2 separate regions of the Manis javanica genome follow, and region 1 is linked to region 2. A link is a contact called in public Hi-C data. All regions are on one chromosome and are shown on one strand. Each heading gives the region's core, a stretch centred on a gene start, on an enhancer-like site or on the middle of the called end of the contact. The rest is flanking DNA. Distances are from core to core; before and after follow the strand shown.

Region 1 (2,700 bases), core at 99-2,598, 620 kb after region 2:
AGGAGAAACTCACTTCCCTGATAATTTCACATGCAAAGAAACTAATTTGTAAAATTGTGTTTCATTTTGTTAAACGACTCTATAATGTGAAGCAATGGAAAGGTCCTGTAAGGAATGGTTGGGGCACTCCAGATGCCCGGCTCAGGACCCAGATGCCCAGTTCAGGACCGAGGCACTGAGTCGCCCAGTTGGTGAATATATCGGCTGCTGATGGTTCGCAGATGACTTCTTCTCCTGCAACTCGCCCTCTGCCAAAGCCCTGCCCGAGGTTGTGCCTCCTCTCCAGGGGCACCCGCATTTAATGACTGGGCAATAACAGGGCACAAAGGCCTGCCCCCTTGTTTCAATTCAGGATGCCTCTGAGAGGAAATGCCCGCTCCAGAGCGCGCTGGGGGATTGTCCGAGGCCTCTGGGAACCTGTTCAACTTCTTCTGCCCACCCTGCTTCCACCAGGACATTACAGATACTGTTCTGAAGAGCAAACCCTAATAATCCTTCTGCACACAGATCTCTGACTCGAGTCCGCTTCCCGGGGAACTCGAGGTCAGCCAGCTGGCACTGAAAGTGGTCCTGGAAATGAGTCTAAAATGTGGCTTTGAGGCGGGATCCCCCGCCAGCCAGCTGCCAGCGAGACGCCCGTCCCCGGTGACCGGAGCACGGAGAGCACCCGGCGCGCTGCGGCAGCGGGATCACTAATCTGAATCCACTAATCACGTCCGCGTCCCACCTGGTTGCCTGTAACTCTAAATAAATAAATAAAACATAAGGCTCTTTCTGCGTTTAACTCACTGTACCGAACGCTCTCCCGCTGTAGCCTGGGCAGGACTGCCGCCTCCTGGAGGAGCGAAGAAACGGCGGGGACGCCGCCGCCGGCCACGTGGGGAATCTGCCCTGCGGAAGGGCGGCCGTCGGGGCGCCCACTCCCCCTCTCTCCGCAAGTTAGACCGACTCCTAACCCCTCGCAGCCTCTGCAATAAGTTTTTGCATAGGACCAAGACTTCAAAGAACCTGTGCCTCCCAATTTTTTAAGTGAAAATTTAGACAAAGTTAACATTTGTACGGAGCTTGTGCCAATCTCTTTGATTCTTAATGTTCACCACAGCCCTGTGAGGTAGGAGCTATCACCGTAAACACGGCCACGTTCCGGATGAGGAAAGTAAATCTTAGGGGACTTAAGGCAGCTGGACGCGAGGAGGAACCCCCCCACCCCACCCCGCGGGCAGTGAGGACGCCAGCACCCGCCGGGTCACCCATCCCGCCGCTCCCGCCCGCCCTACCTGGGCATGCGCAGTGAACCCCGCGGCCACTTCCGTGGGACTCAGGAGGCGGGCGCTCCGGGAGGGCGGGGCGGGGGAAGCTCTAAAATCCCAACGTTCCCTGCGCGCCACGCCAAGATGGCTGCGCCCGTGTTTCGCTGTTTTTCCCGGGCTCGGTGGTTTAGTGCCCCAGACCCATCGGGGATCTTGTCCCTGGGGCTGCGAGAGGCCCACTCAGGCGCTCAGGGGCTGCTGGCCGTGCAGAAGGCCCGGGGCCTGTTCAAGGAGTTCTTCCCCGAGAGGGGCACGAACATAGAGCTCCCAGAGCTCTTCGACCGTGGCATCGCGGGCAACTTTCCCCAGACCATCTACTGCGGCTTCGACCCCACGGCCGACTCGCTCCACGTGGGGCATCTGCTGGCGCTGCTGGGCCTGTTTCACTTCCAGCGAGCGGGCCACAACGTGATCGCGCTGGTGGGAGGTGCCACGGCGCGCCTGGGGGACCCGAGCGGCCGTACCAAAGAGCGCGAGGCGCTGGACGCAGAGCGCGTGCGGAGCAACGCGCAGGCCCTGCGCCAAGGGATCGAGGCCCTGGAAGCCCATCACCGACAGCTCTTCACCAACGGGCGGGCCTGGGGCAGCTTCACGGTGCTGGACAACTCGGGCTGGTACCAGGAGCAGCACCTGGTGGACTTCCTGGCTGCGGTGGGCGGCCACTTCCGCATGGGCACGCTGCTGAGCCGGCTGAGCGTCCAATCGCGGCTCAAGAGCCCCGAGGGCATGAGCTTGGCCGAGTTTCTGTACCAGGTGCTCCAGGCCTATGATTTCTACTACCTGTTCCGGCGTTATGGATGCCGGGTCCAGCTGGGTGGGTCTGATCAGCTGGGCAATATCGTGTCCGGATACGAGTTCATCCACAAGTAAGCGCCTCTAGACCCGAAAACTACTGGGACCAAATAGTTTATACACGAATGGCCTGTGATACGCTGTTAGTAATGTGCAGTTATGACCTGTTCAAGCCCTTAGTGTTCTTTATCCCGATTGAAGGTTTGTAAAGGTGTTAATATCACTAGATAGTAAGAACTGAAGGGCTGAATTGACGGCGTTAGGAATGGGACGTATTCTAGAGCTCTGCAGGAACTAGACGCATAGTCAGAATTCGAATTCTTTTGTGCATCCTCTGTAGGTAGGTCTTCTGATTGAGAAACTGCTTTTCATTGTTTATACTAAAACGCGACCAGGCGTCCGTGAGTTGCCTCCGCTTCAGCTCAGTAGCTTCCGTGAAGCTAGTGATAGTCTCAACACAATTTTCTTTAATTCCAAATATTTGGCAAATACTGTAGATTTCATTGGCATTTTCTTGAGGAAGATGAACTACAGGGCTAGCGCATGTGCTACTCATTAAAAAAACTTCTCAAACATCTTTAGGAGCTCTGCCTGACTT
Region 2 (3,059 bases), core at 510-3,009:
TGTGGGTGTGGAACCTACTGCGTCCTATCAAAATTAAGGCTTTTCTTTCCTTAGTTTGGAAACGTAGAATTCAGTTTTTGTAGATTACATTTTCGTCAAGACACTTTTCACCAAATCTCACAAAAGCAAGTCATCAAAGTCGTGGACCTGACTGCACAGAAACTTATAACCAATTGTCCTGAAAACCTACCTTGTGTCTGGGCTGCACCTTGCGGAAGAGCAAATACAGTAAATAGAAGTTGCCGACGCTGAAGAGGAGATTTACGAATCTGAGCATTCCAATGGAGCAAACGACATGCTCGGACCATCCAAAGATCCAACTGGCAGGTTTGACCACTCCAACCGACAGCAGGTACAAGCCAGGTAACGTAGTAATCATGGGATCCCACTTAAAAAAAATCAAAGGCCGCCAATGAAGCAAAGCAAGAGGTAATACGACAGGACCAACACGAAGATCTCAAAGGACACCGACCGTTAAAACAGCAACGGGGCAGTTCAAGAAGTTATTCTGTGACACAGGAAAATAAGACCCAGGCAGATCAGATTCTTCTCTAAAGGAAAGTTTTGCTTATAATTTTGCCTCTGCACCGCGTTGTGATTATTAAGATACCAGCAACCAGAAGGCAATTTAAAATCAATATCCGTTTTCCAAGACTTCCTCTGCAGAGAGCCTGTGTTTTGGTTCTAAAATTACAAATGCTTCAGTTTTAAAACTGATGAAACCATCCGCTTCAGCTGGGACTCTGGCAGATTTGGAGAGAAACAAGTGTTTAAAGAATTTAAACCACAGGCTCCAGAGTGACAGGTAATATGAACGAGCAGGAATTGGGCTAAATCCTCTATTTAATCCTGCAACACTCCTTATAGTAGATCCTACTGTTACTGTCATTTTTTGATGAGAAATCTGAAACTCAGAAAACGTCTTAGGCCATGTAACTAGTCAGTAACAGAGCCAAGATTTAAAATCAGGTCTTTCTCAAACCAGACTCTCTTTCTGACCACTATTCTGTATTGCTCCATCAGAAAAGGCAGGATGTCTACTTTTTTATGTATCTATGTGTTAATTATATACTCAAACATGAGCCCACTTCTCTGTCAGTTTATCCAGAAGGTTCCCGAGACCACCAGGGACAGGATTCGTGTAACTTTTCTTGGCGGCTGAAGACTCGCCCTGCCCGCCCTGCCCACCCGCAGCGGGGTTCGCAGACAGCTCGTGGGCGCAGCCCAAGGCCTCTAATGCCGGGATAGGGACGAAAACCTGGGGCAGCTGCTACCGGCTGCCCGGAGGGGCGGCCCCTCAGCTCCCCGCTGGCCGACCTCGAGCCCCGATTCCCGGCAGGCAGACCTGCTTCCGTTCCCTCGCTAGCGTGTCGGCGCTGCGACGGGAGCCGGACCGCAGCGCCCGCCACATCCCGGCGCAGGGAGGCCAGGGCGAGGGGCGCCCACCTGGGAGAGCGAGAAGCGGCCCTCGCAGTAGCGCTGCGCCTGCGGCAAGTGGAAGACCTCGTCCATGTAGGGCTCCCGCAGCGCGCGGCTGAAGGCGGCGAAGAGCAGGCAGGACGCCAAGAAGGTGCAGCTCAGGGCAGCCGAGAAGTAGTAACCCTCCAGCTGCGCCATGCTCGACCCCGAAGCCGCCGCCCAGGAACCCAGTCCTGGAGAGAAGGTGCCAGCTTCCGGAGCCTGGATCGTCGAGCTTATAACTGGCTCGAAATGGGCGCGCAAGGCGGGACTGGCCGGACGGGACCGCGCTGAGCCGGAAGGCAAAGGCTGCCGGGAGAGCGCGGACCGCGAGCTTCCGGAAGGGTCGGGTCGTTGTTTCCCGAGGACGAGATTAGGTAACGGACCGGGCTGCTGCGCTGTCAATCATGTGGCGCGGGGCGCACTGAGTGGCCAGAGCCGCAGGGAGGGGCGGGCTCCGGCGGCCCGCGGCTAGGGAGAGGCTTGGCCGGACGCTTTGAAAGGAAAACCGCGGTTTACATCCGCAAAGCACTTTCGCCTTTGTTCCTGCTCGTCCCCATCCCTTACCAGCAGAGGGCGCCATCTCCCCACGTTTGCAATGGCCACTTAGATTTGCACATTTACCCCCGGTTACTGGTTTTCTTTCAAGTGAACTAAATTACTAAAACCTGCAATTCCAAAACATTTGATCTCTTTAACTTTGGAGGGTGGGAGGGAAGCATTGATTGTGGAGGCTAAGATTGAGACTTTCAGGGTAAAATGCAAACCAAGAGAAATTCTTCACTGCTCAATGAATTTAATTAGGGGATGTTTTGCGTTGAAAGCATATGCTTTCAAATGTCGATACTCTCGAATAGGGTTTTAGCTAAATCCTCATTCATAGTCCACTCTGATTGCCACGGTACGGTATGGGAGTTGGGGACTAATTATTTTAGGATTTGGGGTATTTGAGATAAGGAAGGCTGCTTTGTGCCTGTAAATTTGATTCTCGTTAATCTCCCTATTGCAGCATTCTGCTTTTCCTTCTAAGTCATAAGCATCTTATTGGGTGGCACGATGCATCACTTTTCTTTGCAGTCCCCCAAAACGGCTTTCACATATTAAGTTCTTAAATTTGTAGACTTTTACAGGTGGCGTAGACTTCACACATTTCCTGTATTGGAAGTTAAGGGAAGGAGGTGAGAATAAGTGTTTGAAGAACACAGAAGATAAATAACGTCCTGTAATTTTGCCTTGAGCAGAGTTGGCAATGTTTTGTAGAAAAATGACTTATTGGACTGAGGTTGTCTTTGGTGCGGCTACATCAGAAAGAGTCAGGTTTTGTTTAAAGTTGCAAATCTCAGGGTTCTCAGTTCAGCCCTTTCTCTGGGTAAGAGCTCTCCCAGTTTGGGCAGGACTGTCAGATTAAATTGACTGCCTCCTTATTCAGTCTCTGCTATTTCCTCATTAATAAGAAGGGCAGCAGGTGAATAAGGGGGAGGGGCATATTTAAAGCTCTGGAAACAAAAAGCATGTCATGTGCTTTTTGTGATGTTTATCTTTGTTTTCTTTGTTATTTCCCATTTTATTATTGATTCCATGCTGTACTTACCTATTTGAGA

The links. A called contact is a pair of places that touch in the nucleus more often than the background predicts.
Region 1: a contact with region 2 is called in a Hi-C map of blood, with 9 times the contacts expected there. The contact joins the promoter of YARS2 here to the promoter of LOC108398423 in region 2. A contact is called at or near these places in 2 of 2 Hi-C or Micro-C datasets (blood and fibroblasts).

Annotation. Positions count from the first base shown.
Region 1 is chr15:6,252,631-6,255,330 of MJ_LKY, forward strand. It overlaps YARS2 (tyrosyl-tRNA synthetase 2), which reads left to right and starts at 1,349. Exons shown (of 5, transcript XM_073223276.1): 1 at 1,349-2,176. The coding sequence starts at 1,395. LOC118970872 (a long non-coding RNA gene) reads right to left here and starts at 1,413. Exons shown (of 3, transcript XR_005059042.2): 1 at 1,278-1,413.
Region 2 is chr15:5,632,971-5,636,029 of MJ_LKY, forward strand. It overlaps LOC108398423 (dol-P-Glc:Glc(2)Man(9)GlcNAc(2)-PP-Dol alpha-1,2-glucosyltransferase), which reads right to left and starts at 1,760. Exons shown (of 3, transcript XM_017662414.3): 1 at 1,447-1,760; 2 at 191-388. The coding sequence starts at 1,617.